Regions from separate parts of the Gossypium raimondii genome. Here region 1 is linked to region 2. The links are chromatin contacts, called in public Hi-C maps. All regions are on one chromosome and are shown on one strand. The core of a region is the stretch at or near the end of the contact, and the rest is flanking DNA. Distances in the headings are between cores, read along the strand shown. Region 1 holds the start of LOC105798330 (DNA (cytosine-5)-methyltransferase DRM1). Region 2 holds the start of LOC105798317 (serine/threonine-protein kinase BLUS1).

What was found. Hi-C and Micro-C count contacts between places; a contact is called where the count stands out from the background.
Region 1: a contact with region 2 is called in a Hi-C map of leaf, with 2.2 times the contacts expected there. The contact joins the promoter of LOC105798330 here to the promoter of LOC105798317 in region 2. A contact is called at or near these places in 2 of 2 Hi-C or Micro-C datasets (both in leaf).

Annotation. Positions count from the first base shown.
Region 1 is chr9:8,221,818-8,226,771 of ASM2569854v1, reverse strand. It overlaps LOC105798330 (DNA (cytosine-5)-methyltransferase DRM1), which reads right to left and starts at 2,960. Exons shown (of 11, transcript XM_052620804.1): 1 at 2,509-2,960; 2 at 2,173-2,310; 3 at 1,755-1,854; 4 at 1,628-1,674; 5 at 1,369-1,468; 6 at 1,244-1,290; 7 at 882-998; 8 at 514-613; 9 at 6-97. The coding sequence starts at 2,511.
Region 2 is chr9:7,844,864-7,850,099 of ASM2569854v1, reverse strand. It overlaps LOC105798317 (serine/threonine-protein kinase BLUS1), which reads right to left and starts at 1,565. Exons shown (of 22, transcript XM_052620770.1): 1 at 1,238-1,565; 2 at 727-778; 3 at 139-561; 4 at 1-9. The coding sequence starts at 306.

The DNA of each region.
Region 1 (4,954 bases), core at 1,711-4,210, 380 kb before region 2:
ACTACCCTGTCTTCAACAGGGAAAAGTGCATCAGCAGCCTTAGCCATTTGAGCAGCACATATAAAGTCTGTCAGCTCTGCAATTGATGAGTCTGGACCTGCAATATTTGAAGAGCTAATGTTAGTGCAAGAAATACATTCCCCTCTTGCAACATAAAAGACTTAGGATAAAACCTCCAAAGTATCACAATCTTCTCCTATAAAGATGGAAGCCAAAGAGAGAGAAAGTTAATTACTGAAACCTTGGGTTAAAGAAAACACTTGGGTTTCCCTACAAGTACAGACCCTTGGAGCAAATTTATCATGTCTGCAATGGGTTATTGGGAATTCCAATTTTGATACTTTATGTTAAGTGGTGTTATTCCACATCTATTAATTATTCGCTTTCGTGTGGTCCTGTATTCAAGTCATGTCCTTCGCATGTAATCAATCTGTTGTGTAGGATGCTTAACATGGCACCAAATCTAAAGTTGTGTTTTGTTGTTCTTCCTCTGAAAAAAATAAAAACACTCACCGCATCTCTCCATGGCTACTGAAGCCTCAGCCTCTGAGTACCCCATTTTTGTCAAGTACAACAGTTTACTCTCCTCATCAGAACCAGTATTAATTATTTCCTAGAGCACAGAAATACAAAAAGAAACAACATACATAAATAATCTACAAGTAAAATGCGATAAAATACATAACTATTCAGTAACTAAATTATAAAATCTATAAAAAGAAAAAGGCAAATCAATGACTATAGGCCACATTTTATTATCCATGTGGCTAGAAAACTAAAGCACAACAGCTTTTAAAATTAAATTTTCTCATTGTATTCACAAAAGGTAACTTTTAGAAATTTCCGCAAATTGTGCAAATGTAACATTAAAGGATAGATACCTCGGTATCAGAAGAACTATCAATATCTGTGAAATCATCCAAAAAATTCCCTTCACAATCTGACGAGAAGTCATCAGAATCAGCATGTTGTTGCACAGGAGCAGACTTTTCAAGAGCCTGCAATCTTAAATTAATCATTCATGATATAACAGAGAGAGCAAACAACTAATTTGCTAGATAGTTCAACAACGGAAAGATGATTCTATTTGGGGAGGATTGTCAATATGACCTGAACCACTGAATATGTTGACTTGTTATTGCATCAATATCAAGATTCCAAGTAACGTCAATAGGTTTCTTTCCCAAACAAATAATAAATGCTTCAGAAATAACTAAACAAAGGTTTCAGGTGTACAGCTTACCGAATATGTCAATAGAGTCTCCAATATGGTATCTGTATTCCCCTCTCCTGAAAATATAGACATGACCACAGATAAAGCAATAGAGGTCAAAAGTGATGTCTAATAAAATGAGAAAGGACTATTACCATTTTCTTGAACCGCTTTGAGAACCATTTCTTCAGAGAATCCCATCCCAACAAAATGATCAATCAACTTGGAATTGGAAGAACTAGCCAACGAGCTTGCCTGCATGCGAAAAAGAGAAATCAAGAACTTATTATGAAATCTGCACACTAAAACGTCAGTAATTTAACAGTAACAGTTCCACCACAAAAGCCGCAGCAGCTCTCTATCATCAAGGGGTGTGTAACTAATAAGCATCTTTAAATAGGATGTACAACTCACAGAGTACCGAAGGAGAGCTTCAAGTATCAAATTTGAATTCTCCTCTCCTGGACAATAGGAAAGCAGGATTATAAATGAGTTAAGATGGAAACTTGTGCTCTAAGTAGTAAAGACCTAGAAGCTTTACCATTTTCCTCAATTGCTTTCGTAACAAGTTCCTGGGAGAACCCCATCCCAACAAAATGATCAATTAACTTGGAATTCGGAGAATCTGCAGACGAGCTCACCTTGAGACAATAAAAGTTAACCGTGAGTTCGTTTTGGCATACATATTCATTGCTATGGAGGCTAATCAATGAAATTTAAGCCAGGGACATTAGTAATGTCATCAACTAAATAAAGCAGTGCATGAAAAGGAGATGCGAAACTACAGTGACCTCCAGAGAAAATTCCCATAGGAACTCATCAATTAATATCTATAATGTTTCTTTGGAAATTAAAAATGAAAGAAAACTTCATCGTAGATAATTTTCATAATCATTAAAACGATTTGCATGTTAAAATTTCCAGAATGCCATGTGATGCAATTATGCATGGGCAAGTACCTCTGCTGTGCCTAAAACAGCTTCCCCATTGGTAAGTGACACTCCTGAGCGAGAGGCGATTGCATAATTATCAATTTCCAGCTCATCTTCGGTATCCCAGTCAAAATTATCAGCATCACCACCAGAACCATTTTGATCCTACAAAAATTACAAAACCACACACAAATTCATAATATCAAATACAATATATATAAGATTAAATAACTAAAGAATTTTCATTTCTTTTAGCCAACTGACAGCCTAGTGCACAAATGAGAATTTTTAGAAAAATACAGGAAGAATATTACGACGACACATAACATTAAGGAATAAAAAAGTAATAGAACTTGAGAGTACCATTTTCCTTGAGCTATAGTACAGCCCAAGAACAGTTTCTTAACCTGTAAAAGAAACAATGAAAACTTATCAGAACTCCGTTACCCGGACTCGGCAATTAGGGGTGCCGTACCAGTGTCGACACGATCCGACACGGATTTCCGACACTGAATACGAGATCAGATCCGGCGGAAACCGACGGACACGGCAGCGGGAGAACTGAGAAGAGAAGAAAAAAAACAGAAGGAGGAAAAGGAAAGAGAATGGAGGAAAGGACAAAGAAAGAAGAAGGATACACGGCAGCAGCGGCGATCGTCGACGAGTTCTGACACAGAAGTTACCGGTGGAGAAAAAGAAATAAAATATACATAGGGGAAGCCCCAACGGCGGTAACGGAGAAGAAGAGGAAACGAGGAGCTGTGGGTTCAGTTTTCACAGGGTTTTTCAATTTTTTTCTATAACTATGATTGTGTTTGGAAAGTCACCTATGTAATTATTTATAAATATTTATAATAATTTATTGAAAAAATATGACATAATTTATTTACGTGTTAAAAATAATATATTTAATTAGAAAAAAAAGTGTTATAATTCTTTATTTATAAAAATATTATATTATTTCTTTTTATATTATAAATAAAAAGGGAATCGGAATTCTTGAGGGGCAGTGAAAAGTAAAGTAGATTAATAAATAAATAAAATCTAACGCAGTTAAAATTTGCAGCAGTTTTCCGTTTTCCTCTGTAGGTAGCATGGAATAATCGTGCCACTGCGAGGTCGTTGGAGTTCAGTTATAAACTGGTTATCCTTCTAATTAAATTAAGTTGTTTTAAATTTTTTATAGCAATTTAAATTCAAATTTTTTTTAAAAAAGCGAACACCCAATCAATAAATTAAAATTTAAGTTTATTTTTATAAATTGTATTGATAATTCTAATTCTAATTCAAATTAATTAAATTATCTAATATATATTAATTTTCATCCACACGCATGTGAGATTATCTTTTCCCCACTTTAGTTGAGAGTTGACGAGACCGTATAGATGGAAGTGAAAGTATCGAATCTCGGGCCTGTTTGGCTGTTGAATTGAAATTATTGGACGCCATGGACGCTATTTGATTTTTAAAAACTCCAATTTTTTAACTTAAAACTTATTATTTGTTTATGTTTTACATAAAAATTTTCCACAACTGTCCTAATTTAATGCTAGTTTAATAATGCTTTTAAAAAATGTTTTTGAGAAATGGTTTGAAAATTTTGGTTTAGTATTGTTATTAAAAAATACTTTTCGAAATAAAATATCTATTTTAGATATGGTATTATCGAGTAGCAGATATGCATTTAAATAATGTTTAAATTAGTTAGTATTATTATATTTTAATAAGAATATAAAAATAATTTATTATAACTTGTGGTTAATATTTTAATATATGAAATATAAATTTTAAATATTTTAAGCAATAAATATTAATTATTTATAAAATTTAATTATAATATATAAATTATATTGTGAATATTTAAATAAAACCATTTAATATTAACACAATTGTATTATTTTAAAAAGAATTTATTTTAATTAATGAATTTAACATATGTGAAATTAAGTACCAAGAAAAAAAGGAGGAGGAAAAGTAATATGTTGTTGGAGGGTGAAAAATAATTAAGCACCAAAAATACTTTTCATCTTCAAAAGTGTTTTTCAAATGTGTTTTTAAAAGTCAAAATTTCAATCAAAGGTAACTTGTTTAGCATAGTTTTTTTTCAAAATGTTTTCAAGCTAAAAGTGTTTTTTTTAAGTACTACTAAACAAGCCCTTAGTGGGAGACAAAGACATAAAAAAATTATAGGAAGTCGAAATTATATTTTAATTTTTACGATAGTAAAAATATAATTTTATCTTTTGAATACATTACATCTTTATATTTTTAAAATGATTAAATAGAATTTTATCATTTTAGGGAGGATTAAAGTACAATTTTAACTTGATTAATTTAAAATTTTCAAAAATAAACTGTCTAAATAAAAAAAATCTATTTTAGGGGTCAACTCCTACCAACCCCTTGCTACCCTGAATTTATTGTATATTCCATATGACTTTTAAAATTTGAAATTATGGTATACAAGTATCAAAATAGTTTTTAAAAAAATAGAAAATAGATTTCCATTAAGAAAAGGGTCAATTTAAAAATTGTAATTTCATAAAAATACATAAAAGAAATAAAAGAACATCTAAATGAAACCATATAAGATGATATTATAATTCTAGCGTTTCTTAAACTTCAAACGGATATTATTCAAACTATTACTAAGTAAATATATTTATTTAAATTTAACTATAAAATACTTTAAAATAATAATTTAAGTTCTCGATTAAATCTTAATTTAGTTGGCATCGACATTAATTTAAGTATATTAAAATATGTTTATTCTCTTATTTAAGAATTAAAAAATATTATTATATATGTT
Region 2 (5,236 bases), core at 316-2,815:
AATTCCATCCTGCATCATTCATGATCAAAAATCTTAAAGTGATGTCAACTCTTTATGCCATAGAGCTGCAGGGACTTGAAAGAGAAATCATAAGTAAGCATGCTTCCCAAGTGATAGATTATTAAATACCGTACTTACCAGATCGTTATTGCACTTCTCCAAATCAAGAACCTTGATAGCAACAATCTCATTAAGTGGAATGCATAAAGCCCTGTACACAGTGGCACTGACACCTTCTCCAACTTCTTCATATAACTTGTAATCTTTTGCATTGACTGGAAAACGTTTCTCAAAAGGTTGCTCCATAGCTTCTTTTCACAGCATACCATTACCACCCACCCTCTTTACTCTTATATGTTCCAATTAACAAAAACAAACTTTCAACTAAAGATTGGACTGTCAATCTAATGCGTAGCTTCTTCCAATTTGGTAGCATATTCTCTTCTTTAGCACACAACAGTTTACAAGTTCATGGACTTCATCAAGGTAATAGGCTTACCCAGTCCGCTCCATTGCATGCAGATCCAGTTAAACCCAATCCTAGTTAACAGCACAGAAGACCTTGCACATCAAACCAAGTACTCTTGTCATTGAACTATCAGCAAAGCCTATGAGAAAAGTGGTTTTCCCCAGATAGCAAATAGAAACCTAAAGAATAGCAAATGTTGTATGGCAAAAAACTAATAGATGCACTCAAAAGCTAACCAAAATTCCGTTTAAACTAACCAAAAAATTAAAAGGATGTACGGAAGGCAGTTGGTAGTAGGGTAGTTTTAACCTGTAAAAACCCCAAGAAGAAATGGAATTAATTCTTCTTTACAAACGGACCCTTTTTCCAAAGCCATTAAAACCAATAAGCAAAAATTACCTTCCTATAGAAATTAAAACAATTAGATGATATAGAAGAAAAATTTCTAATAAAAACCATGGAAACTCAACACCCATCCTTGCAACAATTAATTTTAAGAATCAATTCAAATAACTAGTTCTTTGAACAGAAAATTCAGCTTTTGAACAACAGTTCAGATAGCCTAAATTGTAACTGTTAACTATCAAAATAGTATAGCATTCATAAAATCTCTCCAAAGCTTCCACATTTCCTCTACAAAACAACTAATCTAATACTAAAAGCATGCCAAAATTCATCAATTTCAAACAACTAACTAAAAAATTTCAATAAAAACATATGAAGAAAAAAAAAGAGCAAGATAAACTTATTCACAGATTTGATACAAACCTAGGGTTTCAGCAGATTCAAATCAGAGCTGAATCTGAAAACAGAATATAAAATTTGCATTAAACAAATCGAAACCCAACACCACCACCTCAAGTCGATTAAAGACTCGATTTCAATTTTCTCAGATATTTTCTTCTTCCTCGTCTTTCCTCTTCTTCTTCTTCTCAAAGACGTCTCTAACGATGACGATTTGGCGATGATAATTATTGGTTGACAAATATTATAAACTTTAATAAAAAATAAAAAAATTTATTTTAATTAAAAAAAATCTTCGAGTTTCAGGTCCTTGGATCGAATCTTCCAAGTTTCACAGTTTGCAAAGAAAATAAATAAGTAAAAATATTTTCCTTTTTTGAATTTTTTAAGCTCTTTTTGTTTTTTTTCGGAGACTAAAAATAAAGAGATAAAAAAATATTATTATTATTATTATTATTATTATTATGAGAGGAGAAGCAAAAGTTCAAATACTATGCCAATTTAAGTGGGACCCGACCCGATTTAGATGAGATTTTGGGGGTTCTCGCTTTAGTAGGTGAAAATATCGTTGTTGGGGCGGGTTCCGTGATTTTATCGGGCCAATTTATCAGATAGGTGATTGCTATCACCTGTTATGCCTCCCTTGGTCAACCCTAGTGTCATCCTCAAAAATGGCTTCAATAATTTTCTTGATTTATACATCATTCGCTTATATTAATACTTCAAAATTTGAGTCCGCTCGAATCGAATTGGATTCAAACAAATAATAATATTACAATCATTAAATTAGAAAAGAGAATAAGTTTTAAACATGAAGATCAAACTTTAAATTTAATGTCAATCAATTTGAGTCCACACAAATTATATCTTAAAGTAGTAATTTGATTGATCGATTGACTTAATTTGAAGATTAGTGTCCGTATACTTATACCGAAATATATTAGCTCCATAACTAAAGTTAAAACAATACTACAATTTTGCATAATTTTATATTGATGATGAAGTTTTTAACTCAATAAAGCAGATTAAGAAATCACAATCTATCTCGTTTATTTATTTTAAATATTAATTAAGAATGTATACAATTTTTTCCCTAATCATGGAATTAAAACAATTATCCCTTATGGCACTTAGATATGGTACTTCAGGACCAATAAATTCTTCATCATTCTCAAATGACGAAATTGATCTTTATTAACATCTAATGATTTTACAACCATCAGGATACTCAATGGGTGCGTTTTATCCATGTAAAATTTTTTAAAATTATTTTTTGTATAAGTTGACTGATGGACATGAATTCCATCTTTTAAATGTCCGATCTGTAGGCTAAGACAAAACTTTATTTTTTCAAGATCTTTCATCTCAATTTCTTTCTTTAAACAATTTACTGCATTTGGAGACTCTTAAGGAGTTCTAATAATATTTATATCACCAACATAAATAACAATTATCACAAAATATGATCCAAACCTTTTTATAAAGACACATAGACAAATTGGATTATTTTTATAACCTTCTTTTAACAAATACTCACTAAAACTGTAACCCCTAAACCTGGCCTAGACATTATGGCCGAATCTCAAAGGTCACATTGGTCATGTTGCTAGCGCAAAAAATCTTTTAACTATTTTCTTTTTAATAATCGTTATCATTTTAAAATGCCATTTTGATTTGCTTAAAGAAAAGCCAAGTATTGTCAAAATTGTTTACCTTTAGAAAAACTCAAGTATTGATGGTTTACAAAAAAACATAATTTTTCAAGTAAATGTCGCAGCGAAAAAAATAACAAAACACATTTGTCACTTTGAAAACATATGTTAATATATCTTGTAAAATCTCAATTTAATGAGTAGATAGTGTTGAATTTAAAAAATGAAGTATTGAATTTGAAAATACAATCATTGAGTTGAGTTTGGCGTTATTATGAAAAATCTAGTTTTACTTATCAATTCCATACATCGTCTTAGGTGATAGTTTAAGGATTCAAATCATGCGAAACAATCCAAAAACCAATATTCAAAAGTAAGTCCCAAGCTACAGTCCCCAAAAATAAAAACAAATCTCAAAATATGAAGTACCAAAATGTAATCGTTTTCTTGAAAGTTTTCAACTGCACTTTCGTAACCTGAGCTCATCTTAACCTCGATTATTATCTGAAAAGTCAAAAACTTAAAGGGGTAAGCTTTTTAAAGCCCAGTGTGGTTACAAATCATATCAACAGAAATTAATACAGAACATCATCAATTTAACAGATCGCATATATACATAAATATACAACCACAAAATCACATTTATCAGAATGCATAATGACGATGTCAATGCAACGTTTTTTCAGAAACAGTGCAGATTTTTCAAAAAATAGTTCCTACCTATCTCCGCTGCTAAATCATCACCTGCATTTCATTTCATTTGCATTTAGGTTAACTTGCATTTAGTTAATTAACTTAATTTGACACCAATCACTCAAAATCATTGTGTTGTTCTTAACCAACTTGTGAATAGTAATTTTGCAACTATTGATTTAAACACAGTCTTTGTGGAGACGATAACTCTTGTACTTACTTATTACTTAATAACGACTATGTATACCTGCAAATTCCGTCGCGAACCAACAAGCCACTAGATAATGCAGATATACTGCCAGATACAGAATATTGTGCTCAAGCCACCAGAAATTTTAATTATTATCTTCCTTCGTACAACATTATCCCAACCCAATGCATGTGATATGACATACAAAACAAATTTTTCAGTAGACATGCTTTACATGCGATTCAGAACTCGTTACGATTTAACATAGTGGCATGCTTAACATGGGATTTAGAATCAAAATAATAGCATGCTCAACATGTGAATCATAATCAGAATAATAACATGCTTAACATGTGAATCAAAGTATTAGCAAATCAACGTCATAATACATGCATATACAAAATCGCCATATATCACATAACATGGTTATCAGGAAAACATACATCACAGATAATAGAAAAATCATATAATCACATACAACATATCACAAATCTGAAGTTTCAGAATTACTTACTTGGAATCTTCCTTTTTTTCGGATTTTATCAATCCATATGAATACTTAACATATTCGCCATTATCACTTTTCAAAAATTTATTTAAGCAGATATTTAATACTCGTATATATATTTATCTTGATTTAAAATAATATCATATATTTTATCAGAGTAAATCCCCACACTTGATTTCGCAAATCTGATGACAACAACTCTATTTCCAACTTCTAAAGGAAGAGATCAAATCTTTAGTCCTTACGTATAAACAATTAATATTGTATTAAAGCAAATTATTTTAATGAAAAACCCTCAATTTACGATTTGAAGAAATACTTATGTAATCGTTCGTCCAATCGTACTCTTCCAAAAGTGAGGGTACAGATCTGAGATTTCGAAAAGCACTTCATGAAATCCAATAAGCCAAATGATTAGTATTTTCCTAACTGAATATATAAAATATACGAAAGAATATCGTAAATAGAGGATCGTCCAAACTTTCATAATATCGAAGGAAAAAGGGGCTCAACAACTTCCCACGGATAATTGATTAGAGAGGAGGATTCACCACTAGAAAAAAAATAACATAATATAAAAAAAAGAATTAGAAATAGGTTGTGAAATAATCCTTTCTTATGAACAAAATATCAGAATTTAGGGATTAGAGAAATAGATTACGAGAAGAGGAAGAGAAAAGAATAAGAATTGGGGAATTTAGGTGTGGTCGATGGTGGCAGCACGGCGAACAATCATTGAAAATAACATATGCCCAAGCTATAACAAGGTGTTTTGTTCTCATAAGAAATGACCTAACTATTAGTTAAGGTGTTTGATAAACGAGTCCATCTAAATTGTTTTATGTGTGAACATGAGTTACAAGATGTTCAACTTTTATCCCAATTGACATACAATAATCATTAAAAGCTTGGGACGTAAACTCACCAGCATTATCAAGATGGATATTTTTGATTGCATCATCTAGAAATTGTGCTCTCAA